Regions from separate parts of the Sus scrofa genome. Here region 1 is linked to region 2. The links are chromatin contacts, called in public HiChIP or PLAC-seq maps. All regions are on one chromosome and are shown on one strand. Each heading gives the region's core, a stretch centred on a gene start, on an enhancer-like site or on the middle of the called end of the contact. The rest is flanking DNA. Distances are from core to core; before and after follow the strand shown.

Region 1 (5,202 bases), core at 1,377-3,876, 180 kb before region 2:
TCCCACTGACTTTAGACTTGGTCATTTGATTACTTTTCCCAGGGGATTGTAAGTGAACATGAGGGTGTCCCAGTCCTAAGCAGAGGTTTTTAAAAGGCGTCATGTGTCTCCATTCATGTCTCTTGAGCTCCATCCTTCTAGAAAGCCATGTGTCCCATGTTAAACCCATTCCTTCAGGCTGGGTCCCCAAATGAGAAAAACATATGAAGCAGAACTAAACCCTGCCAACTGTTGTTGTGGTGAACCAGAGGGCTGGGGCTGTTTGTTACATGGTATCTTCCCAGCAAAATCTGACTAATACACTTTTGGAAGCCGTGTTTGGGTTTTCTTCTGGAGACTCAGCCCCCCCTCCACTCTTTGTCCTTAGGGTTTGGTTGGGCTGACCCTCCTCCACCCTGCCCCAGCCACACTCCAACACACTGACTGACTCAGTCTCTGGTAAAAGCTCTGCGGATCTTTACTTTTTAAGTTAATTTATTTTTTATTTTGGTCGCACCCTTCGCATACGGAAGTTCCCAGCAAGGGATCAAATCCGAGCCACAGCTGCAGCAATGCTGGATCCTTTAACCCACTGTGCCAGGCCCGAAATCAAACCTGCACCTCTGCAGTGACCTGAGCCACTGCAGAGACAATGCCAAATCTCTAACCTGCTGTGCCATAGCGGGAACTCCAGATCTCTGATGCTCTTATTAAAGCTGAGAGAGTGTCATTCTCTCTCGGCCAGCAGCAATGAATGGCCCTGTCACTTGCTCCATAGGGTTCTGGAAGAAATTTTACTCACACCCCATACAATCCTAACTCCTGTCTGTTTTACAACAAAAGCATAAAAAGAAGAGTCTGGAGAGGAGTTCCCGTTGTGGTGCAGTGGAAATGCCTCTGACTAGTATCCATGAGGCTGTGGTTCCATCCCTGGCTTCGGGCTCAGTGGGTTAAGGATCCAGCGTTGCTGTGACTGTGTTTAGGCTGGCAGCTGTAGCTCTGATTCGACCCTAGCCTGGGAACCTCCATATGCTGCAGGTGCGGCCCTAAAACAAGAGCCAAAAAAAAAGGTTGTGGATTCTATACTACTAAATGCCATCCTCCTTGGCTGCTTTTTGACAGTGAGAAGGAAAACATGGAAAACAAATAGCCATTGTTAGGCACTGAATGTTAACGTCTCCCCTAAATTCGTGCTGAAGCCCTAACCCCCAATATGATGGTACTAAGAGGCTGGGCCTTTGGGAGGTAATTAGGTTTAGCTGAGGTCACGAGGGTGGAGCTCCCATGATGGGATTAGTGCCCTTTACGAGAAGAGACACCAAAGAGCTTGCTTCCTCTCTCTCTCTCTCTCTTCCCAGGGAGCATATCGAGAAAGGCCAGGTGGGGACACAGTAAGAGGCGTCATCTGTAAGCCCCGGAAGAGGGCCCTCGCCAAAAACCGAATTGGCTGGCATCTCCATCTTAGACTTCCCAGACTCCAGAACGGTGACAAAGAAACGGCTGCTGTATAAGCCGCCCCGTCTAAGGCGTTTATCATAGCGGCCTGAGCCAAGACGGCAGTGGCTGGCGCGTGCCAAGTCCAGAAGCTCCGGGCACCTGTACGTTATTCCCTGTGCCTTGAGGAAGAGCAGTGTCAGCTCTGAGTTACTCATTCCAATGAAGAGCTTGCTGTTGGTGGCGCGGACAACTGAAAACACCAGAAAAACGAGAGGTTTTCCTTTGGTTTGGGAAATGCCAGAACCGCCCAGAAGTGTTTCGGGAGTGCCTTGGACAAAGAGGCATTGCGGCAAACTAATTAAAGCTTGATGACAATATGTATGCTTTTTCTCTCTCACACATATTAGGATTCCACAACATACTGTATTGTTGTGAGGACACACAATAAAATGCATGAACGCCACGGGTTTAAGGGATACTTCGGCTTGGCCTTGCCCTGTGCTTTTGAGATAAAGCAACAAGGTGTTCTTAATTGTGCGTAGGAGACTTTTTTTCCTCCTCCAGAAGGATAATAAAATAAGTTGACATTGTCCCAGTCCACAGCTGCATCATACAGGGACATGCAGTGAGCTCTCCTGGGTGCCAGGGGAAGCCCGCTACATTGTAACCATCATCGCTAAAGTGGAAAATGAGCTGTGGCCAATCAAGGGCTTTCCTCCTCCCAACATCTCTTTCTTCTGTCCTCCCCACCTTGCCCTCCGCCCCCCCCCTTCCTGTCTCCCCACCCTTCTCAGAGGCCTGCTGGGCCTTGTCCCACCTCTCAGTGAACTAGCCACACCGGCCCCAAGCAAATGCTGGGAGCCCGAGGGTCCCCTGAGCCCAGGGTTCTGACTGGCACTTGGGGGTCCTAAGGAGAGTAAAATCCAACCCTCCACAGCTAGTCATAGTGAGATGGTCCCAAGCCAACCATCCTCAGAAGGGCTGCAAAAATAAGAAACAAACAAACAAGTGGAGGGACTCGGAAAGGCCATCCTTTGAAACCAACGCCCCCTCCCTGCCCCAGGGATCTGACTTAATTGGTTTGGGCTGTGTGTGGTGATCAAGAGGTTTCAAAGCCCTCCCCAGGTGATTCTAAAGTTTAGCCAGGGCTGAGAACCACCCCAGACCTCCCGCCTCAGGCCCGCAAAGGTGCGGCCAGGCAACTGGTGTTTTAACAAGCCCTCCCCGCGATGCTGGGGCGCGCTGAGGTTTGAGAAGCGCTGGTCTGTGCTGCTAAGGAGCGGAAAATGGAGGGGTCCAGGAGGTGAGCAGTCAGGGGTGGGAGCCTGGGGGCAGGGGGCTGGGGGCGAGGGCCTCTTCCATCCTCACCCTTCTCTCTCCTCTAAGCCTCAGGGCAGTGGACAAGCTCTCGGGTCGGAGCCTGGCCCGGAGCCCTTGGGGGTGGGCTGCCCTTGACGGATAGCGCGGCGTGGAGTCCAATTTTGAGATGATGAAGCCTCAGTCACTTAGCCCGGCGGAGGCTGCCCCTTTGCCTCCGGAGCCCCTAAGCAGGCAGGAAAGTTTGGGCCTGCAGTAGGCCATAGCAAACGGCCAGAAAGGGCTCTTCCTGGAGAATCGTGGCTTCCAGTTTATGGCTTCTCATCCTTTTCCCCAAAGTGGGCCCCCTACTCCGAGCGCTGGCTTTTTTTTTTTTTTTTTTTTTTTTAAATCCCAGACAGGAACTCTGTCCATCCCCGGCCAAAAACTGTGCCTCCTTTGCTGCACAGGCAACATCTTCTCATCCTAAGCAATCACGCCCCCACCCACGATCAAAGCGGCGCCCGGCCCAGAGCAAGCAGACCCCTTTCCCGATGCCCTAGCCCCCCCACTCTCCCGGCCCCGCGGACAGAAAACAGCCCGTCTAGCGGCCTCCCCACTTCGGGCCTCCCCGCCCAGGCCAACCAGGCAGGCAGGCAGGGCAAGACCCCCACTCAGGGGCCCAGCGCGGGGACTCCGGGGGAGCAGAGGGGTCCCCGGTGGTGCCCTATCCCAAGGTCAGCCCCCCGGCGCGTCGGGGGGCAGCGTCCCTGCGTTTCTGGCCGAGTTGCCCGCCCCCCGGTGGGGAGGGGCCGCGGCCACTCGGAGTCGCACGGGGTCCGGAGGCTCCTCCCCGGGGGTGGCCGAGCAGGAAGCGGGGCGCGGCGGGCGGGGGCGCGGGCGCGGTGCGGGGCCCCGGGCGGCGGAGTATGCGCGGGCCTCGGCGGCCAGCCCCGGCGCACAGCCGCGGCCGGGGCGCGCGGCGCGGGGCGGAAAAGCCTGTTTACACAGACTGCACACCGCCTGGGGAATAATGCAGTAAAGGAAGTGAGCCGGCTCGGCCTGACTGCTCCAACTTCCTGCTCTCACACACACCAGAGGAAAAAAAAAAAAAAAAAAAAAAAAAGAGGAGCGAGAGAAAGAAAAAAAAAGGGGGGGAAAATCAGGATCTCATTACAAGAGCCACAGACCGTCTGCAGACGCCTGTCAGCATGGAAATTCGGGGGCTTTCGCCCGGTTCCTCCTAGAAATTCCCCCGAAGAAGGATCTTGAAAGCTCCCCCACATCTGGGTAGGTAGTAGGGTTCGTGCCTGTTGCTTGGACAGTTGCAAAGTTTCGTGGCGGGTGGGGGGGGGTGTCTTTTTTCTTGCTTGCTTTTTCCCTACGGCTTGGGGGGGGGGTGGGACCGGGTGGGCGCCGTGCTGGGGGGCTGCGGGCCTGGGGCGGAGGGCGGCCTCCGAGAGGGGACGCCGCGGGGATGCTCCTGCGGCGGGTTGGCGCGCCGGCCGGGGGGCTGCGGGCACCAGGCGCTGGCACACCCCGCCCTGGGCTGCGCTGCGAGCCGGGAGGAGGGGGCGCGCGGGAGAGTTGGGGGGGACGGTGAGACTCGGGGTCCCTGGGAAGAACGGTGACTGGCGCGGGCTGCGTGCCTGGTGGCTGGACCACCGCCGACCTTCAGCCGGGGCTGGGGAGCCCCCCAGAGTGGCGGTGGGCACCGATGCTCGGATCCAGGGAAAGGACAGGGGTGGAGAGGGAAGCGGAGGGCGTGGGGAGCGAAGCCGAGGGGCTGGGGGGAGCGTCCCCTCGGGCTCGGCAGGTGACCCCCCGCCCGGGTCGCCGCCCCAGGCGCACGCCCAGCCGGACCTTTAAAAGCTAGTGGCGTTATTACTGGACACGGGTTTGGAGGAGGACCGGGCAGGAGATGATTTTGGAGCCCCCGGCACTTGAGGACGAGGCGTTTTCGCTTGCAACTGAATGCTGGCCTGTAATGCTACTGTAACTTTTGAGGGAGGAATTACGGTTTTGGAGGGTTAAAAAAGAAAAGAGGGCTCGGTTTTGTTAGGTTTTCTGAACCGAATCACCCCGAGGACAAGCTGCCGTTAGGCGGCGGGTGGGGGTGGGAGAAAGAAATGTTATTTCAGAAACTGCAAAAGGGGCTTTTTAGAAGAAGAAGAAGAAAAAAGAAAAAAAAAAAAAACAAAACACACACACACACAGTGTCGGGAGAGTTTCTGGCTTGTCTGGAAACGGCAAGACTAATTGCCATGCGCTTCCGCTTTGAAACTGGCAGCAGACAGCATCTTGAAAATGACTCACTAGAGGAGCTCACAAAGAAACTGTGGTTTGCTCCTTCTCAGGTTTATGTATTTGTGCCTTTTACAGTTTCCTTTGTAGTGTTCGAGGGGTCACCCGCCCCTTCCCCGCCGGCCCCTCTCCCACCCTCCTGCTCCTGGAAGCCCCTGGCTGGTCTTTAACTCCCCCCAGCACCCC
Region 2 (5,070 bases), core at 341-2,840:
TTTTTTCTTAAAATTGGGTTGAACTTTATTTCTAATTTCAAGGAAGGCTCTCCTTGCAAGGCATCAAAATCTTAAAATCCCATTCATTTTCTTCTGTCCAAAGATAAAATAAGTCTAAAATACAGTGACTCAGATTTGTTACTTTGACCTTCTTACACAAGTGCCTTTTAAAAGAAATCCTTCAACAAAAACTCAAGAAATAATCACCAAAGTTTGAGGAAAGAATTATCTAAGTCAAGCATTTCCTGATAAATGACAGGTCTAGCGGCTGCCAGGGATACACACACTGCTGACCCTAGGAAGAGCCAAAACTCAAAACAAAAGTTGCCACTTCTGTATCTAAAAAAATCATTTGGCTAATAAGAGGTGATAATCCGTGACTAACGACGTGTCTTTGGTGGACACATTAATAAAAAGGAGGAGCGCCATGCATTTGAGCTAAACGCTTTTGCCATTTTCGCAGAAGAAAAGCTAATTGTTAATGGCCATGTGACATTATAAGATCCCAGAAAGGAAAGGGTGGGAGGAAGAGAGAGGAGTTCAAGGCAGTTCAGGGTCAGAACAAGCTCAGGCATCCTGTCATTAGCAAACGTTCCCCAAGCTGAAGGCAAAAGACTGCTTACTCGAAAAGGAGTGGGTGAGAAGTAGGGGGAGAACGAGGGGAAAACCACTGGCGACTCAATGTGGCAGGGAGGGGGTGATGCGCGGGAGAGAGTGTGGAGCTATCCAGCCGAGTCGGGGAGCAAAATCATCCCGCACAAAAACCCTGAGACAAGCAACTGCGGCGGAGATGACAATACTTGGCAGCCCCCCACCTGCCCCTCCCCGTCGGTTCTGGGGGTTTCCGACATCCCCTCCGCCTCTGCTCTTGACCGGCGCTCAGGGGTGTGACCCGCCAGCGGGAGGCTGCGCGGATCTTTGTCTCGGCCCGCTCCCCACGCGAGGGCTCCTCCTCCCCTCGCTCCCCACCCGCGCACACCCCCGGCGTCTCCAAGGAGCTGGAAACGCGGCCGCCGCCGCCGCCGCCGCCGCCTCGCCCACCTCCCGCGGACCTGAGCCCCTTCCTGCCCCTCGGGGCTGAGCCTCCCGTTCCCGCAGCTCCACCCCCGCCGAGGGGACCTTTATGCCGCGGGGGACTTTCTGCCTCTTCCCTTCCAGGGCCTCGCGGGGAGACCGGCCTCCCCCGGAGACCGAAGCGCCAGCAAGCACCGGAGGCGGAGGCGGCGGCGGCGGCCGGAGGCGCCTCCCGCAGAGGAGCCCGAGAGTCAGACACCCACACCTCACCCCACTGCCGGAAACGCCCGGGCGAGGGCGACAGGCACAAGCCACCCCCCTGCGACCCACCCACCTCTCTCAACTTCCCCGCGGGGCCTGAGCCCCCCGCGTCCCCACCAGCCGCCGGCCCAGGCCCGGGTCTCGGGCACGCTCCGGCCCCTCTCAGCCCCAGGTCGGCGGGTCAGGGGGGAAAGCCCCGCGCCACCGCCGGCCGCCAACTCACCAGCAAGTGCGGGGGCCGCGTCCTGAGACCAGGCGAGGCGAGGCGGGGTGCAGGCGGAAAGCAGCTCGGCCGACACCCGCGGCGACCGGATGCAGGTCCGGGTCCCAGCGGCCGGCAGACCCGAGGCGCCTCCGAGGCGCAGGCCTCCGCAGCAGCCGCCGCCTTCCAGCTCAAGCCGAGGGTCCGGAGCCTCCAGGAGGGGCCGCGGGTCCCTCACGCGTTGCCAAGCCCCCCGGACAACATGGCTCCCGAGCCGCCGGGCCGCGCGGGCCGCCCACTAATCCCCGCGGAGGAGCGCAGCCGGAGCCAGGCGGCCTGGGAAGCGCCGACGCCCGGCTGAGGCTGCCCGGCCGGACGCGGGCTCCTTCTTCCCCGGGGCCGGACCGTGAGGAGCTGAGGAGACGGCGGGCGGCCGCTCTCGCTCGCTGCGTGTGCGTCGCTTTCTCACTCGGCGGCTGCGGATTGACGCCTCCGCCTGTCCCCCGGGGGGAGAGCGAGCGAACAAGAAAAAAGACTTTTATTGAAACGATCCAACCAGCAGCGGCAGAGAAAGGCGACCGGCCGCGGGAGCTTCCCCCACCTCCGCCCGAGCCGCTTGCCGCGGGCAGCGCGACCCCTGCCGGCGGCGGCGGCGACGGCGGCGGAGGGGGCGGGGCCTCGAGGGCGGGGCGGGGTATCCCCGGGAAACCCCCCACCCCGAGGTGGGGCCTGGGTCTGGAGCCCCGAGCCCCGGGCCTCGGGGCGGCTGGAGGGGGTGGGAGGGGTGGGGAGACCCCACGTAGGTGAGAAGGTTAGGCACTGCCTGTCCACCGCGACTGGAGGAGAAATTATCTGAATAATCCCCCCCTTCATCTTCCACCCCCCAACAAAACAAAAACTGCTGCTGACATTATCCAAGTAATTATGTAATTGAGAGACCGTGGCCACGGTTCTCTGTTGGTTCTCTAGAGAGCTGGTGTCAAAGGACCTGCACTTGAGCTTGATTGCTGCAACTTTTCTCCTTTATTGTGGTTAGGTGAGGGGGTGGGTACCAGGGCAGCAGTCCCTCACACAGGCGGCATTTATTCATTTAAATTACCAACTTCTTTTTCTTATATTCGCGGCAATATACTAGGTCCTCAAAGCACGGAGCGTCTCTCTGGGGTGAAAGGTACTCCATAAACAGTTATACAAATCCGAGCTTTGAGAAGGGCAATGGAAGGTGCTCTGAGAACAGAAAGGAAGTACTGTTGCAGAGTTGGTTAGGTTGTGTTTTCTTGGAGGAGGGGAGCGGTGGAGAGGTTGGCCCAGTTTCTGTAAGTGTCTTTACTTTCTTCTTTCCCAGAGGCTAACAGCTAGTTCAGGAATGAACAGCAGAGTGAAAGTGAAGACAAACTGAAGTAATACTGACCCACATTTTTCCCACTAAGAAGGATAAAGGCAGAGTAAACACAAACAGAAACCCCTAGAGGGAGATAATGAGAGGATTGAAAAAGAATGGAGACCGGATGTAGACAAGCTAAACAAGAAAAAAAATTAAAACCACATAAAAGGCCTGGTGAAGTGAGATATAAATATTTGTCTACTGTAATACCCAGAAATAGACTTAATACATTTTTAATGCAATTTCAATCACATTATGTCCTAAGGACTTTTGACAATTATCTTCCTGGAGTCTTGGGTGAATCCTTTCTCCCTAAAAAGAATGCCTGACGACTTCTTTTATTTTGCTGGACCAAGTTGAGTGTATCTACTGTAATATCCAACAATCATACATTTCAGTCAGATTTCTCCATACCTCTAAAATTACTAGAGTCCATAAATCAACGTTTATGCTCTGAACATATTTAACACGTGCTTATCATAAATGAATTCAAATATATAACAAGCTTTCCTTTAGAATAAGTGGACTTAAAAAAAAACTTTAGTTGATGCTTTTTAGATTTATCCAAGTCAAAGAACTCTGTAACATGGCAAGAAACAGCATCGTTTAGAGATCTTCTAAAGTTGGAAAGACAGAAAAGTTGATATTTACAAAAGATGTACTTATATGCCAAGTATTTTTCACATACCTGCCTTATTTTTTTAAAAAAATCACGTCTTTTTTTTGGTCCCTTAGTAATATTAAAAGTCATGATAAAAGTGAGTTTACAAAAATGGCATCCTGAGTTTCCCATCAATAATTCCTCCTTCTGTCATTATTGGAATGATTCCTTATTCCACTGGAAATCAAGATTGTTCTAATTGCCCCATCTAAAGTTGCTAAAGAGCACCTTTGCCTCTTCCTACATCTTTTATTACTGTAATAAAGATTTAATAATTAGAACTTAAATGAGATTGTATCCATTTTTTTCCCATCAAAAAAAATTCACTGGCCGTTCCTAATGTGCCAGGCACTGTTCTAGGCGCTGAAGATACAGAAGTGAACAAGACCGAAGAGGTATGGAACTGTTTTCTGATGGTAGCAACAAGAAATAAACAAGTAACTTATTTAAGGAATTCATCACTCATAATCATGAGAAATACAATGAAGAAAATGAAGCAGTAATGGAAAAGAAATTGAGGGAAGGGACAGGAGCTGGATGCTGAGGTCAGGAAAGGCTTGATCATCAGTAGAGGCTAAAAGCCATGGGTTCTTTCTTTACATCACTCAGTTTACAATTCAGTCAAGAAAAGGTCACATGGGAGTTCCTGCTGTGGCTCAGTGGTTAAGGAACCCGACCAGTAACCATGAGGTTTTGGGTTCAATCCCTGGCCTCGCTCGTGGGTTAAGGATCCGGCGTTGCCGTGAGCTGTGGTGTAGGCCGCAGACGTGGCTTGGGTCCCACATTGCTTCGGCCGTGGCGTAGGCCGGCGGCTACAGCTCCTATTAGACCCCTAGCCTGGGAACCTCCATATGTCGAGGGTATGGCCCTAAAAGGAGAAAAGACAATTAAAAAAAAAGAAAGAAAAAGAAAAGTTCACATGAAGTAAGGAAAGAAGAGAAAGACAAATACCATATGACATCATTTATATGTGGAATCTAAAATATGCACAAATGAACCCATCTGCAAAACAGAAATAGACTCAGACATAGAGAACAGACTTGTGGTTGCCAAGGGGGAGGGGGAGAACTGGGAGACTGGAATTAGTAGATGCAAACTATGACATTTAGAATGGATAGGCAATGAGGTCCTCCTGGGTAGGATGGGGAACTATACCCAGTCTCTTGGGCAAGACCATGATGGAAGATAAGAAAAGGATGTGTGTGTATATATATATATGACTGGGTCACTTTGCTGTACAACAGAAACTGGCACAACATTGTAAATGAACTATACTCTAATAAAAAATTTTTAGAAATTAAAAAAGATCACATGAAAAAAGAAAATGTATTATTTACACACAGTGGAATATTATTCAGCCATTAAAAAGAAGGAAATGGTGCCACCACCTGCATGCCCAGGAGAACATTATGCTAAGTGAAATAAGCCAATCACAGAAGTATGAAGTATCTATATGAAGTATGACAAACAGTCAAATTCAGAAGCAGAAAGTGGAGGGATGATTGCTGGAGGGCGGTGGAAATGGGGAGTTGCTCATCAATGGGTGTA

What was found. HiChIP or PLAC-seq counts read pairs in DNA pulled down with a chosen protein or histone mark.
Region 1: an H3K27ac HiChIP or PLAC-seq map of skeletal muscle shows a contact between it and region 2. The contact joins the promoter of ELK3 here to the promoter of CDK17 in region 2. A contact is called at or near these places in 2 of 47 Hi-C or Micro-C datasets (embryonic fibroblasts and retroperitoneal adipose tissue) and 2 of 2 datasets of contacts at active chromatin or transcription factors (alveolar macrophages and skeletal muscle).

What each region holds. Positions count from the first base shown.
Region 1 is chr5:87,352,625-87,357,826 of Sscrofa11.1, reverse strand. It overlaps ELK3 (ETS domain-containing protein Elk-3), which reads left to right and starts at 2,626. Exons shown (of 5, transcript XM_021092733.1): 1 at 2,626-2,719. LOC110260790 (a long non-coding RNA gene) reads left to right here. Exons shown (of 4, transcript XR_002344245.1): 4 at 1,338-2,154.
Region 2 is chr5:87,176,652-87,181,721 of Sscrofa11.1, reverse strand. CDK17 (cyclin-dependent kinase 17) reads right to left here and starts at 1,590. Exons shown (of 18, transcript XM_021092731.1): 1 at 1,499-1,590.